Regions from separate parts of the Mus musculus genome. Here regions 1, 2 and 4 are each linked to region 3. Evidence: chromatin contacts called from public promoter capture Hi-C data. All regions are on one chromosome and are shown on one strand. The core of a region is the stretch at or near the end of the contact, and the rest is flanking DNA. Distances in the headings are between cores, read along the strand shown. Region 1 holds the start of Prrc2c (proline-rich coiled-coil 2C). Region 2 holds the start of Nuf2 (NUF2, NDC80 kinetochore complex component). Region 3 holds the start of Tada1 (transcriptional adaptor 1). Region 4 holds the start of Vamp4 (vesicle-associated membrane protein 4).

Region 1 (3,422 bases), core at 863-3,362, 3.6 Mb before region 3:
AACAGATTTTACTGCTTGAACACTAGTTTCTTCTTCCAGGACTCTCCTGCTTTCCCTTCATCTTTAGCTGTCCTTTTACTTACTATGCACTAACCACAGTAACAAGAGCATTACTCAGTCTTAAATTCTACAGCAAGCCTGAGAGGTACTGATATCATCTTTAGTTTATAATGAAGGGATGGGCTCACAATCACTTCTCAAAAACAAAACAAAACTGAACATTCACAAGCTCTCACTACGCAGCCTAGGCTGGCCTCAAGCCCATTTCTGTCTTCCCCTAGTCTTCCTATGACACCAAACAGACACTACGTTTACATCTGGCAGCATTTTAACCTTCACATGTAACAATGTTCAAACACCCAAGCAAGCTAAAGAAAAAGTACCAGTTAAAAATGTGCCTTATTTTAGCAACAATTATAAATGTACAAGACCAAATGAACACTTTGATAGTTCAGAGCATCCCCTCTGGGTTTAGAAAGTATGGCTTTGACTACAGCACCACTACAAATTTGTGACCTTGATCAAATTACTTCGATCTCTCAAATATCTTGTCCTCATCTGTAAACCAAGTATAAGAGCTCCTTCCTCAAAGACTAGGATCAAAAAGGATAATGTATATAAAGGTCTTGAGAGCATACAGTTAGAGGTTAAGTAATGAGAGATCAGCCAGCATTCTATGTTCTTCACACACACCTACAGACACCCCCCCCAAAAAAACCCAAAAGCTTATTATGACAAATTCATCCCAGAAAAATCATATAAAAACTTCTTTTCTATATGCAAACTCAATCTATTTCTAATTTTTGGAGAATCAATGCATTTGGAGCCAGCCAGAAAAGATGCTGCAGTGCATCTGTGACACACACCTAAAAATGGCTCCAGCCAAAGCAGCATCTTAATGACCAACATGGAAGCTTAAATCTACTTTTAAAAAATGCTAGAGGTCAGACGTGGTGGCCGCTTCATACCACCCTCTCTGTAACGTCTATTAGCGGGAATTGACTCCTGAGCACTCGATGAAGCAAGCATCTTCCGATTCTTCTGGTGCATTCCCAAAGAGAAACCCTAACAGGAGGGCCGCCTACTGTACAATTCTAAGTATCCTGCTGGGGTATGAATTTATGAACCGAGGTTGAAGACCAGCCAATGCGGAAATCCGGGTAGTTTTAAGAGTCAGGAATTACTAGGCAAGTTGGATCCCCCCACCCCAAAGATCTTGAACACACTTCAAACAAATATACATCCCCTTTAAAGAGATCAGAGCGGTCCTTATATGCAAAATCAAGCAAGAGTCCTCACTGGCTCCCATGCTATTTTTCTTCGGTCTTAACTAGGGTCTCTACTCTAGCAACCAGTAATACTAAACGCTCTCTCTGAAAATCAGGCAGCAGCCGAGCCGTATTCCCACAAATGCCGGGCTGGAGCGGCCTAGAGGGAGGAAAAGACTACTCAAATCCTCCAAGAAGTTGTTCAGCTTGTCCCCAGCGGAAGTGGGGTTCGTTGGTCCTGGGTCCTGGTAGAGCCTCTACGACCGCCCTGGACTACACACCGCTGGCTGCAAACGCCAGCCATCACCACAGGAGCATCCGCAGGCACTAAGAGCGCTCGGAGCCGCCACGGGCACCGTCCTCCACGCCGTGGAAAAACGGCGCGCGCAGGCCCCGCGCGGGCGGAGGCTCCCTCGGCCATCGCAGGGCCGCCCCGCCGCAGCACACGCCGCGCACATGGGCGACGAGCCCTGCTCCGGATCTCCGCGGACAGCACGACGCCGGGAGCCCAGGGAGAGACGCCGCGGGCCCCCAGGCCTGGCTCCAGCGCCCGTGCCTTCCCTCCCTCCTCCATCGGGCCTCTTCACGGTCCGGACGCCCTCGCTCTCCTTACCCGCCAGGGTTGAGAACCAAGTCTGCGCGCTTCCAAGGGGCTCGCCCCGGACGGATCAGGGTCAGGGGAGGGGAGATTGCCTCGAGAGACCGTCCGCAGGGCCGCTCGGTCCCGAAAGCCCGAGCCACCGCCGTACAAACCGCCAAAGCACTTTCGCTACCTCCTGAGAGGGTGAGAGCGAGCGAGAAAAAGAAGCAAGATGGCGGCTAGCCAGCCCCTACGTGCTACGTCATGACGTTGCGTACGTAAGGCAAATCTCCGCAAGACCGCCCCGGGGGGGGTGGAGGGGTTGAGGCTGCGGGGTCACGTGACAGCCTCCGCCGCTTCTCGACTGCGGCGGAGGGCAACGCTACCTCCTACTGGAAGGAGGGAGTTCGTCAAGCAGAGCCATTTCGGAGACAAAGCTTTTCCACCTGGGAAGATTCCAAAAACCTTGAGCCCTCCGTGAGGAATCACGACTTGGTTTGTCTCCGTGCATTGACAACAACTGATGGAGGAACATAAACGTTTACAACCTGCGCTTTGACCGAATGTTCTTAGGGGGGGGGGGGGGGCAAAGTGAGGGGCCATGGTGTGGTGGCAATTTGAGAAGACCGAAGTTACCTCGGAGTGAAAAAAATAATCCAAGTGTTAGGGACAAAAGCGACTGGCGTGCTTTGCTGAGGCCACCTTCGGCATTTGTAATTTTGGTGTAAAATAAGGCACTGTTTATTTCTGACTCCTCTGGCAATGTTTACCTCTTGGAACAACTACCTAACAGAGAAAACTAACAGTTAAGAGTCACTCATGCAGGCCGGGCCGTGGTGGTGTACGCCTTTAATCCCAGCACTTGGGAGGCAGAGGCAGGTGGATTTCTGAGTTCAAGGCCAGCCTGGTCTACAAAGTGAGTTCCAGGACAGCCATGGCTATACAGAGAAACCCTGTCTCGAAAGCCAAAAAAAAAAAAAAAAAAAAAAAAAGAGTCATTCATGCAGATGTTTACTAGGTAAGTGTATAGTAGAGACAAGGCAGTACCCGAAGTGAGGAAGGAAAATGATAATATTCTACCTGGGGGCTGAGCATGTACCTCAGTGCCGCGTAGTATCTTGTCACATATATGCAAGTCTCTAGGTTTGGTCTTCCTTTCCCCAACGGAAAGAAGGTAATCCACGAGTATGTGATATTTCTCTACTTTATGAGATATCTATAGTGTATAATAAATCCAAAGATTCTTGTCCTGGTCTGAGTAAACTCCTCCGCTTGCAACTGGCATGTATTCATGGGGTGATACCACAACGTTAGAACAACCATAAAATAATAGCGCAGTAACCACAAGTAACTTCTTCCCCAATTGACATTTGTGATCATTTGTTTTAGATTTTGTTTGCTTTGCATTTCTGGGGCTCGAATCTGGGGCTTGCCTTCAACATGTTAGGCAAGTGCTAATCCAACTGAACTATAACCCTTAGCCCCTTCAGAGACCTTCCAAAATGAGACATAATTTGCTGATTGATAGAACAGGACAGAGAGAGGCCTGTCTTTTCACCAAGAAAACACCTTGG
Region 2 (3,285 bases), core at 161-2,660, 3.2 Mb after region 3:
ATATGTAACACTTCAGTGCTAAGCACAACATAACTTACATTATATACAACTGGCTTTGCAATGCAAACTTAAGCAAGCAACTCCCAATTCTGAGGAACTAGATAAAGCATTCCTGGAAAATACGGGGAAGGCTTTGTGTTACACCCACGTAGATCCAGGTACATTCAGCTCCCTGACTTTTGGATTATGATATTTTCGCCTTTTGATAAATGGTTCTTGGTTTAATCCAGAGATGGTGGCGCAATGGAGATACATAAAAAATTGGCAAGCATTCAAACAAGTCACACTGACGCCATTCTTGTGGCTCATGCCCGTAAAGTCAGCACTTGAGAGATGGGAGGTGAGAGACTCCCAGGACTCATAGGAAGGGACCTTTGATGAAATGCCCGGCAGTAGGGAGAGGGAACTTATAGAGCCCACCTCCAGCAGAAAGACAGGACATCAAGTGAGGGATGGGGTTGCCATCCCACTGTCACACCTCTGACCCATAATTGTTTCTCTCTGAAAGAATTCCAGGGATGGAAATGGAGAGGAGCCTGTGAAAAAGAAGGTCCAGTGACAGGCCCAAAGTGGGATCCAGCTCAAGGGGCAGTCCCAAGGCCTGACACTACTACTGAGGCTATGAAGCGCTCACAAAAAGGGATCTAACATGACTGCCCTCCGAAAGACCCAACAAGCAGCTGAAAGAGTCAGATGCAGATATTTGCACCCAACCAATGGACAGAAGCAGCTGATCCCTGTTGTTGAATTAGGGATGGCTGAAAGAAGCTGAGGAGGACGATCCTGTAAGGGGACTAGCAATCTCAATTAATCTGGATCCCTGAGATCTCTCAAACACTGGACCACCAAACAGACAGCATACACCAGCAGATATGAGGCCCCCAACACACATAGAGGACTGCCGGGTCTGTGTTCATTCAGAGATGATACACCTAACCCTCAAGAGAGTGGAGGCCCCAGGGAGTTTAGAGATCAGGTGGGGTGGGGGCATCCATGTGGAGACAGGGTGGGGAGGGGAGGAGTTTGGGATGTGGATCAGTCGGAGGGTGGATGGGGAGGGGCGGGGAATGGAATATGAAGTGTAAAAAAATTGAATTACAAATAAAGTTAAATAAATAAATAAAAAAAGGCTAGTCTCAGGAATATAGGGGTTCGAGACCAACCTGGGATAGATGAGCCTGTCAAATCAACACACAAGTTAGTAAACCCAGATGCCCCGATCCTTGGCCTTGCACCCGGCCCTCCAACGCTCACCCGCTCAAACTCACCTGGAGGCCTAGCAGCTCACGGAAAAACAGTTAAAAACCGAGCGTCCAACCGAAAGCCGCTGACCGTTGTCATTTTTCAAACCGGCCGCCTTTTTTTGTGAGGCCGGCCCCTTTCCGCACAGCGCGCTTCCTTCGCGACGGATGCCGAGAAGGCTCAGAAGACCCACGGTGGGTGGGACTTGACGAGTTGCGCAGCGAGCCAGGCTCCAGATCAGCGGAATCATTCTTCAGGGTTATAGTTTCTAGCCGGAACCGCGATTCCGCCAGACCAGGAAGCGCAGCAGTTAGGGGGAGGAGTTCCGGGATGTGTTTACCGGGTTGTCCCAGACTGGAACTTTGCCTTCAGCGTACCTGATAGCGAGCAGGCAGACAGACGGTTTCTAGCCCCTTCTCTTAGGCTCAGAGAGTAACAGGCAATAGAGGATGTGTTGTTCCCAAATTAATCAAAGGCATTATAGAGAATCCAGGAGTAGTAGTAACAGTCTTACTGTTTGATAAGCATTGATGGGGTCAAATTTTGACCTCACTGGATATTTGTACACATCATTTCTCCTTAGGTCCATGAAAGCTTGAGGGCGGGGCAGCGAATGGATGGATAGACATTGTTAAGGACGTCCAATTTAAATCTTTAATTTACTCACTTTGAGGACTCAATATAGGATAATAAATCTAGAAGCATAAACGTACTGGAATATGATTCTACACTTGCCAAACATGAGCAAAACCACTAGTTCATCTCATCGGTGAGCCATTTCTGTGGCTTACTGACATTACAGGTAACAAAGAATATACAGAACTCTCTATTCACGGGTGTTTTAATATCCTTTGAGTACCTTTACTACTTGATTTTTTTAATAAATAGGTAAGATTTTAATTGTTATATTCTTGAGCCAATATTATAGAACATAGTTTCATATAAGTAGATGGAACATGGCTACACTGAAAATACAGTACAATTTAACATGGAGAATTCTGGCAACGTAGCTTTATATCCGGTTTATTCACTGGGCGGCGCTGCTGCATTGATTTTAACATTACTGAGAATTTCATTCCATTTCTTTCCAGTAATCAAAACTACAGAGATAAACATCGGACACAATGTTCTGGATTAAAAATTTTTTTTTTCTAAATTTATGGGCTTTAAAGTACATGTTTACAGTCCTGGCTTAAGAAGAAAAATAGCATTGAATTCAAGTAGTTGTCTGCATTTTATTTCTCTCTAATCATTCTTGTTAATCTGTTTGCCTCTTCAGTCACGTTCATCTTTAGGAAAGATTTTGGAAATTGAGCTATACATTTGAAATACTTTATGCAGTACTAGTCTGAAACTGTAAAATACCTAACATTCGCTGTTTGTGGTGAACTCTAAATAAATACAAGGAACCACAGACCTGGCATTGTGCTTTAACCCCTTAAAATACTTTCCTCAACGTGTACATGAAGTTATATTATTTTAATGTAGTTTATATAAACACCATTCTGAATCATCAGTCAAACATATTTAATATCATGAAAATACTTGCTCAGTGTTTTTATTAATTCAAATTTTATGTTCTAGTAAATTTCCAGTGTTGACTTTATGAGAGCCCGTGGTGTTAACAGTATTTCAAGGGAGCTGACAAGGATTTCTCAGAAAAATTTTAAAAGTAATGTACTCTTCAAACCATGGTTGTGCTTGCCTCTAATGTCAGTACTCCACAGGGAGAGGCAGGCAGATCTCTACGAGTTTGAGGCCAAGCCTGGTCTAGATAGTATTAGCCTGATCTTCATGGTGAGTTCCAAACCAGCCAGAGTTATATATAAGGAGACTCTGGAAACAAAAAAAGAATAAAACTTAATATATTCTATTTTTTGATAGAAAAGATATATAACTTCAATTTATTTGAATTTGTTACCATCTAAAAACATATTTTGAGTAAATAGACTTACATCACATTCTTCTTTCCCTTTTGTTCCCCAACTCCTCCAGGAGAGCCTCCCCCCATTCAAAACCTTCAATACCTTTCATTTGTTATCA
Region 3 (3,660 bases), core at 650-3,149:
AAATAGTTATATGAAATCAGGTGGTGAAAGGGCTCGGTGGTAATGGTGCTCCTCACCGAGCCTGATCACGAGCTCACTTGCTGGAACACACGTGGCAGAAGGGCAGACCTGAGTCCTTTGTTCTTTGACCTCACACGTGGGCTGTGACCCTTGAGTCCCTACACACATACGCATGTAAATAAATAAATGAATGAATAAATAATAGTAAATTAAAAGCTGCTATGAAAAATAAACCAGTGGGTATCTTCCTTTTTTGTTGTGTTGGCCTATGGAAATAAATTGCAGAAAGTGGGCAATATTTAAGAGTAATATTATCCGCCCCCAGTCACCCACCCTACTGGAAGGGACTGGGTATCAGGTGTGCAGCAGAGGCCGTTAAATGCACGTGATGAAAAGTGAGCAGCCTGACCACTTCTGCAAGCACCCGGAAGGCTGCTGGGTTTAAACTGGGGCTTCCTTTTGAATATAGGGAGGATTATTTTAAAAACTGGGAGGCGCTTGACCACAGGGACGAGACATTCATAACGATTCCTGCCACCCGATCCCATGATTCTCTTACAGGATTCTGTCCTAAAGTAATAATTACAAATGAGGAGAATCTGCATAAAGATGCTTGTTAAAATATTTCTTTTAATACAGGAGAAAACCCCAGTTTAATAGACAGGAAAGAAGTCATTGTATGCATCTTATCTGTGCAGTATTTAACAGGGCCCGCTGCTCACAACCACCTGTAAATTCACTCACAACGACATCTACCTAAAAACAAAATCTTTAAAAAATTATGCTGTCATTAAAAGTATGAACATTAGCCGGGCAGTGGTGGCACATGCCTTTAATCCCAGCACTTGGGAGGCAGAGACAGGTGGATTTCTGAGTTCAAGGCCAGCCTGTTCTACAAAGTGAGTTCCAGGACAGCCAGGGCTATACAGAGAAACCCTGTCTCAAAAAACAAACAAACAAACATGAACATTAAGGCAAAATAATAGCCTGGTGTCAGATAGCCAGGGCTACAAAGAGAGACCCTATTTCAAGAACAAACAAGCTGGGCATGGTGACCCATGCCTTTAGTCCCAGCCAGCACTAGAGGCAGTTGGATCTATGTGAGTTAAGAGGCCACTCTGTCAAAACGAGAGAGAGAGAGAGAGAGAGAGAGAGAGAGAGAGAGAGAGAGAGAGAGAGAGAGACTTTAAAAGTAGGCTTTAAAAAGTTTTAAGCTGAACACAGCTATGGCTTCCTAGTGTAGTATATATGTGCATATTCGAGTGTGAATTTGGAATTTGAGAGAGGACAAGCTAGCTTGTGGGTCCTTCCACTTGACCTTGACTTGAAACGAGGTTCTTTGCGTCTTTTCCTCTGTGGGTCAGGCTAACTAGCTGCTGAGACTCCTCCTGTTACCTCCCCTAGGACCTTTGGTAGTCCTGCTTGGGAATTATTTTTATTTGATCTGTCAATAGTGAATGTTCAGAACTTGAGTAACATAAATCCTGCCTTCAGGCAGCTCTCGTTTTAGTTGCAGGAGGCAGAAAACGAGATCGACCAACTAAATGTCACAATAGGTGGTGAGCACTTGGCAAAAAAATGAGGACAAGAGGATAAATTAGATATTGCATGCACTCGGGGACCTGAGCTCTTCCTTCTGGGAAGAGCTGACCTGCAGTCAGGGCGGGGCCTGGCCGGAGGGCGGGCGGGGCGGTCAAGTTCGCGCCCCGGGGGCCGCCGCGGGCGGGCAGGCGGGCGTAGGTTGGGCACGCGCCCACCAGGGGAAGCGGGTCACGTGAGCCAAGAGGCGGGAGTTGGCGAAGGGAGTTTGGCTGGGTGCTTTCCCAACTGCGAGACGGCGGGGCCAAGAACCAAACCCACGCAACGTCTCCCTAGCGGATGGGGGCGGGGCCGCCGAGCAGAGCCGAGCCGAGCCGAGCCGAGCGGAGCCGAGCCGAGCCGAGCGGAGCCGAGCCGAGCCGAGCCGAGCCGAACCGAGCCGAGCCGAGCCGAACCGAGCCGAGCCGAGCCGAGTGGAATCGAGTCGAGTCGAGCCTCCAGCGTCCGGCGCGCAGGCCTTCCGCCGCGTTGATCTTTCGGTTGCTGGTGGCCGTGGGCCGCGCGGTCTACGGTCGGGCTGAAAGACGCGCGCTGCAATGGCGACCTTTGTGAGCGAGCTGGAGGCAGCCAAGAAGAACTTGAGCGAGGCGCTGGGGGACAACGTGAAACAGTAAGAGCCGCGGGGACCAGCCTCCGGGCCTGTCCGTGGGTGTGCCCCAAGCTCGGGGCTGCCGTAGTCCCTGGACTCTCTTCACCTCCCGGAGGCCGTAGGCGTCTCGCGGCCGCCACGGCTCCCGTGCGGGCTCCGCCGGGACTCGAGGCGCTGGAGGACTTTCTCCTGGGCGTCCCGACACCGGTGATACCCGCGTGGGGGCGGGAGCAGCGCCCTAGGCGCCCCGGAGTCGGTAGAGCGGGGGGCGCGCCGGGGCGGGGTGGGGGGGCCCGGAGGGCTTCCCGGAGGCGGAGGCCCGCGTTGCTCAGGGGCCAGCTAGAAGAGCTGTGAAAGCGGGTTCGGAAGGCACAGAGACCCCAAGTGAAGTCGGTCGGTCACCCACCTTACAACCACAGCATCCAAGGGGGCGGCTGCCTAGCCGGCCGTAGGACGCCTTTCCCAGTGTTCCACACGGGCCAGCCAATCCTCAGACCTGAGATCGGCACAGTTCGTACTCGAGAGACAGAGATTACTTATTCCCCCAAAGTCACTGCCCAAGGATGGGACTGAGGCTTCTGGTTCCCGCCGTGTGATGCTTTTCAGGGGTTACTTGGAAAGTCCTCCCGTTCCCCACACCGCCGGGCTGTCAGCAGGGACTGGGGCAGAGTGACAGCTCTATAAGCAGTAGCCTGCGGCAGCCGGAGGAGGAGCCTCGATCTTTTGGGGGAACTTCAATTCTGGCAAACCCGTATTTCCTGGCACTGAAGTTGAAATGATTGACAAGAGCAGCCCGTGAAGCAGAGGTGGTGTTAATAGAAAGGCCGTCAGAAAAGCTTAGGTGCAAGCTCCTCGTCGGAACCCCTCTTTAAAAGGCTTTAAATAAATAAATAAATAAATAAATAATAAGTATTATTATTTGTAGATTTTTAAGCACCGGAATTAAAAAGAGATGCCCAGGGAAATAAGACATACCCAGATGTGGACTTCTCAATGGAGAGTCACAAGTTGTGCGTTTTGGCAGCTGTCTTGTTACACCCAAGAATTTTGTACAAGTTTCTTTTTCTTTTTTCTCTTTTTGCTGATGAGGTGGACAAGCTTATAAAGTCTGGTAGAGTAAAACCAGGCGACATTAAAGTTGCACAAGGGGTTTCTCTGTCCAGATGACCAGACAACTGCGGTTTTACAGCCTGGAAGCGAGAAGGAGGGAGGCCTTAGACAGAGATTGTTAGTTGTGTTGGAATTTTCGATGTTAGCTGGTAAGAGGCTGCAAGCTGAGTGGGGTGAGGGACTCTTTTGCGTTTTTTACGTTTGTGATGTTTTCAGTTTGATAGTCCTGCCTCAAGACTGTCACACCAAGCGCCATGGGTGAAGGACCACCTGAGATGCAAGGAGGAAATTAAATTAAATTTAAATAGGTAAAAATGGCAGCCTTTGGCTTCGTTAGAATGGTTGTGTACTTTTATAATACT
Region 4 (3,621 bases), core at 627-3,126, 3.8 Mb before region 3:
CTGTGGTGGTTTGAGTAAGTATTGCCTCAGGAAGCTGACAGCTTTGAATGCTTGGTCATTAGGGAGTGGCACTCACTACTTGGCAGGGATTAGGAAGTGTGCTCTTGTTGGAATAAATGTGGTCTTGTTGGAGGAACTGTGTCACTTGGGGTGGGCTTTGGGGTTTCAAATGTTCAAGCCAGGCCCAGTGTCTCTTTTGCCTGCTGCCTGCAGATCCAGAAATAGAACTCTCAGCTCCTCTCCAGCACCATGTCTGCCTGATGCCGCCATGCTGATAATGGACTAAACCTCAGAACTGTAAGCTAGCCTCAGTGAAATGATTTCTTTTATAAAGGTTGCTGTGGTTACAGTGTCTCTTCACAGCAATAGAACACTAAATAAGACAGATACTCACGCTGACCATAGAAATCACATTTCCTAAGTTTTCACAAATGCTAGTGATAGTCAAAGGGTCTCTCCCACATTACTAAAGAAGAGTGGGGGCATATGTTCCTGGCCCAAAAGCAATCAAAATAAGTAGCCAAATTAAGGCATTATGACTAAATACAAAGAAAAATAACAGATTACTCATAAGAATAATAAGGCATGTATGAATGACATGTCCATTGTAGCTCTACTATCGTATTTCCTTATGCTGTTAACAGACAAGGACATTAACTAGCTAAGGAAACAAGGCAAGGAAGTTCGGCATAGTAAGCAAATATACGGATAAAATCATCAACTGAAGGGGCTGGAGAGACGGCTCAGTGAGAAAAGGCACTTATCCTTCTTGTTAACGACCCAGGTTCAATTCCTAGCACCCACATGGCAGCTTGCAACAGCCTGTAACTCCAGTCCCAGGGGATTTGAAGTCCTCATCTGATCTTTAAGAGCATCAGGCATACACATAGTAGTGTATGCACATATATGCATGCAGCCAAAAACACCCATACACATAATAAATCTTTTAAAAACATTAAATAAATAGAAACAAACAAACAAAAGACCACCTCTGGGCTGTCTAGTGACTCCGTGATAATCTCACTACCATGCCCTGCCAGAGACACAGACTAAGATACCTTCTATCTGGGCAGGCCATTTCAGTCCAAGTCAGCCAAGTTGTGAGGAGAAAACTCTCAACCAGTGAGCCCAACAGCAACCCTAACTAAAGATCGGGTGAAAGAGGGCTTTCTCCTGGAATTTTCCTCCTCCGGTTTGTTTTCTTGTCCCTGAGCATCTTTTCTTATTTTTGTGTCTATCAAATAACTGGCAATATATTTCCCCACAGTTTAAAAACTCTTAACAAAGGACTAATAACCATTAAGCTTAAAAGACTTGGAGGAGGATAAATTAAAAAAAAAAAGAAAAGAAATACACATTTCTACAGTTTTGGACTAAGTCTATCAACGCCAGACTTCTTTAAATAAATATGTCAAGCAGAGACTGTAAAGGAGATGAATTATTGGCAGAATGGCAATGTAAGGGTGGTTTCCCGCCTGAATCCCTATGTTTGGATCCTGCCATTTAGGCTACAAGCAAAAGGAATGAAACTGAGTAACCCTCAGCAATTTTGTAAATGGTATCAGACAGATATTTTATCACATGCGGCCCCTTTTACTCAGGTCCCTCAGACAGCCCGCAAAGTAGCATCTTCTACGGGACCTACATCCTAGTCACCCTTTCAGCTCCAGTTGAAAGACTTCTCAGCGTTCCCTACTCATCCCATGTACAACCCACGTGCTCCTCCATCGGATCTGAACGTCACAACCCCGGGGGATTCTCCCGGGTTCAAGAAAGACGGAAGCGATCGACCCGCTCAGGGTCTCCATTGCCTGAACATGTCCCCTCCGCCAGAAGACAAGACCCGGAGCGCCGAGACGCTCGATCTCCGTTGCCTGAGCCTGCCCCCTTGCGCCCTCTCCAGGACTCGGAGTACCGAGCGGCTCGATCTCCCTCGCCTGAGCCCGCCCCCTCTGCCCAGCGCCAGGCGGCGGAGCGCCGAGTCGCTCGATGAGCGGGGGCGCTGCAGCAGAGCGGAGCGGTGGCGGCTCTGCGCCTTCGGCCTTCCCCCTCCCACCCTTCTTCCTCCGCTTCCCGCTCCCTCCCCCGCCTGCCCTGCGCTGCCAGCAGGGACTGCTGCCGGGAGCCCATCGGAGACCGCAGGTATCCCGCCCCGGCGCGCCTGAGCAGGCAGGAAGCCAGGCGACGCCCCTGCCTACCGCCCCCAACGTCCGCTGGGGCTGGGAACCGGCCTGCGCGAGGGTCGGGTCGCGAGTGGGGAAGGCCGGGGGCCCGGGGTGTCCTGAGGAAGGGGCGCGAGGACTGGGGAGGGGCTGGGGCGGCCGAGGAGCTTTGAGATCGAGTTGCCCTCCAGGGGGAGAGCTGTTCCCGAGGGGGCACCTGTACGGGGAGTCGGGGGCCAGAGTTCCGAGCAGATGTCGGGGTGCGTGGCCTGGGGTGGCGGCGGCGAAGGGAGCCGAGGAATTGGCCAGAGAGGCTCGCCTGAGGTCCTTCCTCGGGGGTTCGGAGAAAGCGCGCATCCCCGCTGTGCTTAGAATGACCCGGGGGTGGAGGTGAATCCTTACACGTAACAGGTTTTGCGAGTAAGATTTCCAGTCACGATTTGCGTGGAACTGTTACCAGCCGAGACTGCAGATGAGAAATGAGGAAGAACTGGCGAGGGGGATGGAGGCTGAGCAAAGGAAAGCCGTGCCCAGCCAGATTCGAGCTTTTTTAGCGAAATGAAATAGAGCTTGTTTTGTCGAGGTAAAAAGCCAGTGTAGATTAAACAACAGGTTAGAAGTGCGTTACATGTAAAGCCACGGAATAGAGAACGTACTACAGAAGATGCATACGAGAGATTTGAGCAAGCGGGGAAGTACACGTAAGAGTCGTGCGATGTTGACACTTCAGTGAACCGTGTGGTGTTCCATCCACGACGTGGAAAGACATCACGATGACTCTTACTACGTAGACACGTTAACGACAAGAATATTTTTGGTAGGAGGAACTGTAGGCAGAATGGAGTCAACTCTGATTTCTGAGTACAGTTTATTTACGCTACTTATTTTTAATCTGTAAATATCATTAGTTGCGGGTAGTTCCAGGGTAGCTCGTTTATCTATCTGCTGATTTGCTGGTGGTTTGTTTATTTGTCTAGCCTGAGTTTGCTTCCTTCCTCAAACTGATAGCTTGGATTTTAGAACTTGAATAAGAGGTTTACTCCTCATTACGTTTTAGTGTCATACCGTGTAAAGACATTTTGTGAATTTGCTTGATCCCTCTCTCCTGTTGGCTAAGATCAGCTTTTGCTGTTAGCTAAGATCAATATCTGTTATCAGCCAGTTGTTTCTTTTGGGCTGTCAAGGATATAAATATATCGTCCAGATACAGTTTAAATCTCATTTTCTCCAGTTCTTGCCTTATCAACTTTTTCCCGGTGCATTCTGTAATATTTCTGCATGAAATTTATTCTGAGATTAAGATGTAAGGAATAAAATGGGCCAGATGATTCTAACGGAAGTAATGTGGAATAAAGACCCCCAGGGCTGTGACTCATGCATGGATGGATAGCAGCTATGTTATAAGTGAAGTTGTTAGTTTAAAAACAACAGGAAGCTGACTTCAATGATATTACTTTGA

The links. Promoter capture Hi-C pulls out the DNA fragments that hold promoters and counts their contacts.
Region 1: a promoter capture Hi-C map of pre-B cells shows a contact between it and region 3. The contact joins the promoter of Prrc2c here to the promoter of Tada1 in region 3. A contact is called at or near these places in 2 of 39 promoter capture datasets (liver and pre-B cells) and 1 of 484 Hi-C or Micro-C datasets (CD4 T cells).
Region 2: a contact with region 3 is called in a promoter capture Hi-C map of pre-B cells, with 4 times the contacts expected there. The contact joins the promoter of Nuf2 here to the promoter of Tada1 in region 3. A contact is called at or near these places in 2 of 39 promoter capture datasets (liver and pre-B cells).
Region 4: a promoter capture Hi-C map of pre-B cells shows a contact between it and region 3. The contact joins the promoter of Vamp4 here to the promoter of Tada1 in region 3. A contact is called at or near these places in 2 of 39 promoter capture datasets (cranial neural crest and pre-B cells).

The regions. Positions count from the first base shown.
Region 1 is chr1:162,738,444-162,741,865 of GRCm38.p6, forward strand. It overlaps Prrc2c (proline-rich coiled-coil 2C), which reads right to left and starts at 2,113. Exons shown (of 35, transcript NM_001081290.1): 1 at 1,882-2,113.
Region 2 is chr1:169,530,054-169,533,338 of GRCm38.p6, forward strand. Nuf2 (NUF2, NDC80 kinetochore complex component) reads right to left here and starts at 1,411. Exons shown (of 15, transcript NM_001355159.1): 1 at 1,269-1,411. Gm34624 (a long non-coding RNA gene) reads left to right here and starts at 1,524. Exons shown (of 3, transcript XR_373698.2): 1 at 1,524-2,044.
Region 3 is chr1:166,377,268-166,380,927 of GRCm38.p6, forward strand. Tada1 (transcriptional adaptor 1) reads left to right here and starts at 1,900. Exons shown (of 8, transcript NM_030245.3): 1 at 1,900-2,209. The coding sequence starts at 2,136.
Region 4 is chr1:162,568,639-162,572,259 of GRCm38.p6, forward strand. It overlaps Vamp4 (vesicle-associated membrane protein 4), which reads left to right and starts at 1,877. Exons shown (of 8, transcript NM_001356527.1): 1 at 1,877-2,142.